2 separate regions of the Mus musculus genome follow, and region 1 is linked to region 2. A link is a contact called in public promoter capture Hi-C data. All regions are on one chromosome and are shown on one strand. Each heading gives the region's core, a stretch centred on a gene start, on an enhancer-like site or on the middle of the called end of the contact. The rest is flanking DNA. Distances are from core to core; before and after follow the strand shown.

What was found. Promoter capture Hi-C pulls out the DNA fragments that hold promoters and counts their contacts.
Region 1: a promoter capture Hi-C map of liver shows a contact between it and region 2, with 3 times the contacts expected there. The contact joins the enhancer-like site here to the promoter of Slc7a6 in region 2. A contact is called at or near these places in 3 of 39 promoter capture datasets (hippocampal neurons and liver) and 2 of 115 datasets of contacts at active chromatin or transcription factors (bone marrow-derived macrophages and extraembryonic endoderm stem cells).

The regions. Positions count from the first base shown.
Region 1 is chr8:106,972,462-106,975,687 of GRCm38.p6, reverse strand. The region is part of intron 1 of Sntb2 (syntrophin, basic 2); the gene reads right to left. Among named protein-coding and RNA genes, the nearest start is that of Gm22085, 36 kb to the left of the region's middle. Within about 2 kb of position 1,942, at least 130 of the 459 cell types and tissues checked have an H3K27ac peak or open chromatin away from gene starts, as enhancers often do. A contact at or near this core is called in bone marrow-derived macrophages and liver, where this site is marked.
Region 2 is chr8:106,167,148-106,170,425 of GRCm38.p6, reverse strand. It overlaps Slc7a6 (solute carrier family 7 (cationic amino acid transporter, y+ system), member 6), which reads right to left and starts at 1,572. Exons shown (of 10, transcript NM_178798.4): 1 at 1,472-1,572.

The DNA of each region.
Region 1 (3,226 bases), core at 693-3,192, 800 kb before region 2:
CTTTATAGACAAACAGGATGGCAAATACCTTTACTCCCTGCACCCCTGGGGTGGCAGAGCTGTCTACATAGTGAGTTCCAGGCCAACCAGAGCTACATAGTGAGATCCCGTCTCAAAATAAAACATGAACTTTTTTTTTAAAGGAGTTTTTGCAAACTGTCCAAAAACATTTTTTTCCTGTCCTCAGTTGGGTTCTGCACAGGCATCTATTATGTTAACAGGGAAGAATCAGCTTTCACACCTTTACAATCACAAACACTGAAACCCCAACTATCTGAAGAAGTTGGGGCTTTGGTCTGAATAATTTCCCCCTTTTCAGCTACTAATTTTATATGGTCAAGTAGCTGTGGGTTATTCATAAAGTAAATACTTCTTAAATTTCTTTGCAATAGTTTTCTTAAACTGTAACAGAATATGCAAGTTTATTTTAAACACCCTGGGCTTGCATTTTTAGGTGTTCTTGTGAGGAGACAGGCAGTAGTAATTAAATCTGGCTGTGCAAACCGCTACACAGTGAGCTTGTTTAAGACCCTTCCATAAGTAAAGATGCGGAAACTGTTCCCTTCGACACTGATCCAGTCACTCATTACCCACACTCCTCTCTCTGGTCATGTCACTCAGGGGCTTGACGGTGGGAAACGGCACAAGAGGCCACAGGTCTGCTGTTGCCCTCAGCCAGGCAGATCTTCCTGCCTCTGCCTTTTTAAGTGCTGGGATCACAGCAGGCCCCACCCCGCCTCCCTGTGTACTCACTTCCGATGGCCTCCTGGGGACTTCTGCAGTTGAGTAGCTCCCCTGCTTCTTTCTCTACAACAAAGCACTGCTTCACACAAAAAAATGTGCTGTTTCTGTTTCCTTTACCTTTGGGGGGGGGGGGGGGCAGAGTTTACACCTAATGAAAATTTTGATCGTGTAAAAGACTAGAAAAAAATCTTTTAAATTTCTTCATCTCTCCAGCACCTATGTGCTATCAATTGTTCTCATCTACATTTACACTGAACTCTGCTATATATCTCTCACATATTATCTCATTTAGTTCCCATGAATAAAAAACTCTTTCAGGGGCCTGGTGAAATGGCTCAGCAGATAAGAGCACTGACTGCTCTTCTCCCAAAGGTCCTGAGTTTAAATCCCAGCAACCACATGGTGGCTCACAACCATCCATAATGAGATCTGACGCCCTCTTCTGGTGTGTCTGAAGTCAGCTACAGTGAATTTATGTATAATAAAAAAAAAAAAAAAGTAAACGTCTAAGTGCAGAGACTACAGGTGTGAATTACCAGACCTGGCATAACAGAATCAATTTCCAAAGGACTATAACAGTGGTTCTCAAACTGTGGGTTGTAACCTAGCAGGGGTTAAAATACCTTTTTACAGGGTTGCCTAGACCATTAGAAAACATAGGTATTTACAATTCACAACAGTAACAAAATTAAAGTTATGAAGTAGCAACAAAAATAATTTTATGGGTGGGGTCACCACAACACGAGGAGCTGTATTAACGGGTTACAGCTTCAGGAAGGTTAAGAGTCACTGGACTAGAGTATAGTGAATAGAATCTAATATTCCGTTTACAACCCTAGGGGGGTAATCAATATAGGACCTTTCATACACTACACAATTGATCTACCATTAAACTATACCTTCAAGCCCAAAATCTAAGATTGAATTTAGATTAAAATGTGAACTAGTTACAAAAACTTTGTAACTTGGGAAGACACACCCTCCCCATATATTTTTTTTTTTTTTAGACAATCTTTTAAGCCAAAACAGGGTTTGAACCTGCTATGTATCAGGGGATGATTTTGGATTCCTGATCTTCCTGCCTTTACCTCTAGTGCTGGGACTTCAGGCACAACCCACCCCACCAGGTTCATACAGTGCTTGAATCAAACTTGGGCCTTCATGCTTGCTAGGCAAGCACCCTACCAACTGAGCTATGTACACAGCCTCTAATTCCACTCTTCTCACCTCAACTCAGGAAGTGGCTTTCAGGTGTCCCCTCCCACCTCCACATCCTCTTTTTTTTTTTTTTTTTTTTTTTTTTGGTTTTTTCGAGACAGGGTTTCTCTGTGTAGTCCTGGCTGTCCTGGAACTCACTCTGTAGACCAGGCTGGCCTCGAACTCAGAAATCTGCCTGCCTCTGCCTCCCGAGTGCTGGGACTAAAGGCGTGCACCACCACAGCCTCCTTCACATCCTCTTGTTTTTAATTTTTTTATTTATTCTATAGGTATGAGGGTGTGTGTGTGTGTGTGTATGTGTGTATACACATATATATGTATACACATACATACATACATACATACTACATACATATGTATATGTTTGTCTGTGTACCATTGCCTTCATTCAGTGCCAACAGGTACTGGATCCCCTGGAACTGAAGTTACAGATATTTGTGAGCCACAATGTGGGTGCTAGGAATAGAACCCAGGTCCTCTGTAAGAGCAGTCAGTGCTTTAAACACTAAGCCATGTTTCTAGCCCTATATAATCTTCTTGTTAATTTATTATAGATTTGTGTTGTATATGTTTGTATGTGACTGGGTGTGCGAATGTCACCGCTCATGTGGAAGGTCATGTGAGTTGGTTCAGTCTTCCTACCATATGGGATGTGGGAACTGACCTCACTTGGCAGAACACACCTTCCTGCTGAGTCATTTCAATGAATCATTCTTTTTCTTCTTTTTATAACCCACAGAGAGCACATAAAAATGTAATATTAACCCTAATATCAACTAAGTAACCAAGAGAGCTCACTCAATACATATACTAATACATATAAATGGTTCTAGAAGATAGCAGGCACTGAACACAAATATCTATAGAGTGAGATTATTATTGTTATGTAAAACTGATACGTGTAGACAGGAATCCAGACAGCAAGCTTTTTGACTTCCTGATTTTTCACAACGACCAGTTTCTGCAGGCTTCCTTGTTCAGGGTCCCCCAGAATTCGTGCATCACCATCCTAGCCTGGCACTTGTCACGTCACAGCTTTGTTTTGTCACCTACTCTACTTGCCCAATGGCACACCTGTGAAGTCCATGCCTGTCATCCCAGGACTCAGGAAGTAGAGGCCAGAGGATGATCAGTTTAAGGCTCTATGAGGCCCTGACTCACACAAACTTCAAAAAAATAAACAGAAAAAAGCTACACTCTCTCCCAACCCCCAAAGATTCCAGGCCAACAGATAAAGTAGAAATTGGGATGAAAAACATTTTAT
Region 2 (3,278 bases), core at 323-2,822:
GGCTAAACACAGAAGCCCTGTCTCCAGTGGGGAAGGGTATGGAGAGGGGATCAGGCTTATGGTTTCCATCTTTGTCTCTCTTTTTCTCTTTGGTTCGAGGTGCTAGAAATGAAACCCACTTGCATGGCAAGTACTGCCTTCTCTCTCCACCAGGGTGGTGATTTTTCCACACATTTGCCAGGAAAGAAAAATCAAATATAACTCAAGTAAACAGCCTAAGACCCATGTCGGGAAGCAAAAGCTATCTGTATGAAATCACAATGGAACTTGAACAAAATAGGAAGCCTGGGTAGATTCCTCAAGGACCTCACCAGGTAAAGAAGTAAAAATGACCCCAGGAAGCAGTTGCAGACTTTAAAATCTGCTCCCCCTAAGTCTTTAAATCCGAGATCGATTGGCTCTCAGATATAAGGAGCCAAACAGCTGAGCATATATAGCCTGTTAGATGAGCTGCCCAAAACTGAGAGGGGTCGTTCTCCCCGCCCCCCAATAACAGCGGAGATTGCATTCTCTCCAACACATAACCCAGTGATCTCGATTGGTTCCCCAAGACTTGTTAAATTAGGTGTTTTCTATTTATACTGACCCATTACACAACGCGGTGACCAGCCTTTTGGCTTGGTGTGCAGAGTAACAGAAATTTTCCGAACATTTCCCAAATATTTCCTGATAATTGTGACATGAGATGGTCCAATGAGACGACAAAATACAGGAGACACTCAAAAGAGTAAGAGCACCGTGTTCCCAAACGCCAATACCTCAGCACTCTAAAAGTCCCAACCGGAGTCAGAGGTTTCAACAGCCCCCAAGAAGCTGCATTCCTGCATTCACACACCCGCCCTGCTGTCTCTGCCCTCCTCACACACAACGGCTTCTTCCTCCTCCTCCTCCTCCTCCTCCTCCGCCACCTCTCAGTGCTCCAGGGAGGTTCACCCAGGCTCGCACGGTCACGGACTGCGAAGGGCTCAGTCCTTCAGCCTTCACGCCCGCTTCTCTCACACTCAAACCTCCTTCACCGTCTCCGTCTCTCTCAGGGTCGCACACACTCCAGAGCCACCCTCACGCCCACGGTTTTCCTCCTCGCACTCTGGGTTTTTCCGTCTACACACACACACAAACAAACACACACACACACACACACACACACACACACGGCCCCTTACACTCACCATCTCACAGTTTTTCACAAACAGTCCCCCTTACACTCGGGATCTTGCACACTCACAAAGCCACCCTCGGGGTCTCTCTCCCCACACACGCGCCCGCGCGCGCGCCTGCGTCTTCCTCACACGGCGGTCCACTCCAGGGATCCACGCTCCCGGCGTCCTCTTCTCAGCCGCCGCGTCTCTCCCGCGCCCTCCGCCCCACGCGGTTTCCGGCCCCGCATCCAGCACGCGGCCACGGAGGCCACGCAAGAGTGTTCGGCCGCACACCAGAACGACCCCGAGCCGAACCGGAGCCAGCCCCTCACCTCCTCGGCCTCGCCAGCTACCTCCTCGTGGCCCGGAGCTTCCAGGATGCTCGGTCGCGCCGTCGCCCCGGCGGCCGCTCAAGCCCCGCCCACGCCACGTCACTCGCACCGGATCGCGACAGCGCGCGCCGCCAGGGGACCCGGCTCGGAGCGGGGGCCCCAGGCGGCGTTGCTTCCGGGCACTGGAGCACGCCGGGGCCCTGGGCGATCCGCGTACCGTTACGGAGCAGCCTCCAGCAGGCCGCGCCCGGACTCTCCCCGCGGGCTGTGACTGGGGTGCGGTCACCCTCACCTGGGATGGACACTCCCCGGCTCCCCACGCAGTCACTTGAAGCCTCTGGGGCTCCACGTGAGGATGCTGCTGCTTGGAGCTCTAACGGGCCCACACACACCTTCTCCTCCTTGGCCTTTGGGGACTGCACGCCCAGTGGGACCCCAGACAGTTGACACAAAGAGCTCTGGACCGCCTCCCTATCTAGATAACTGCCTCCCTTCAGCCCGGGAACCCAGGAAGAAATACACTCCCGGGACCGGTGCTCTGACACTCAGTTCAGACTCCATTAGACCCAGGAAGGCTGCCACTTCTGGCTCTCTTCGCTTTGTCCTGGTCTCCCCCGACCCTGCTGACACCCCTCTTGGGGATGCTGGGACATCCTGACCTTTTCTTCTCCCGTTGGTTGCTCCTCTATCTCCTTTTAGGTTATCTTTTTCCTCTAGTGGCGCTGGCGTTCATTCTAAGACTTCCTGCCTTTTATATTCCACCGGACCTTCTAACAACTGACCAGTCTGGCAGGGATAAATATAGTCTAACGAGACAGTTGTGCTTTTCTCGTAGGCTATCAGACTTTAAAAACAAAACAAAACAAAAAAAAAAAAAAAAAAACAAAAAACAAGAACAAAAAACCCAAGAAATCAGTATTTCCTCCAGGAATAGCCTGCTAGGAGATCAAGTGGACGAAACATCTAAAGGAGGAACATATCTCCTGGCTAAATATTTACAACTTGTCAGATACCTTGAAAGAAACAGACTTGGGAGTTTGTTTGCAAGGGACCCCATTCTTTCTGCATTTCTCGCTTAAGATTTAAACCTTATTGAGAGATAAGTAGTGTGCCGGGCAATAGTGCCCATACCTTTAATCTCAGCATTCAGGAGGCAGTGGGAAGTCACTCTATGTGAATTCGAGGCCATCCTGGTCTACAAATCGAGTCCAGGACAGCCAGGGTTCTGTTACACTTAAACTTTGGAAAAACCAAATAATTAACTAAACCTCTCCTAAAGTGCTCTCCTTCCTCCTTCCTGATGAATGAAAAAAACAGGGACATGATCACTCCTAGGTATGGTTGAAGAGAAGGTTTTTTGTTTTTTGTTTTTTGAGACAGGGTTTCTCTGTATAGCCCTGGCTGTCCTGGAACTCACTCTGTAGACCAGGCTGGCCTCAGACTCAGAAATCCACCTGCCTCTGCCTCCCAAGTGCTAGAATTAAAGGCATTGCACCACCACTGCCCGGCGAAGAGAAGGTTTTTATTGTAGCTATTAGGGAGAGCACAGCCAGAGGCATTTGGAAGAATCCAGCCTGAACATAGCCAACAGGATAGACCAGGCCATGAGAGGTGACAGGGTGGGGGAAAGCAGGAAAAGAGAGAGAGAGAGAGAGAGAGAGAGAGAGAGAGAGAGAGAGAGAGAGCAAGCAAATGAATGAAGAGAGGTGGCAAGGACCAAGAGGCCATGAGAAGAACCAAGAGAACACTTAGCCAAAATGTCAGAGAGTATACAGGAAAGAGAAGCTGGTGAGAAATACTAATTCTT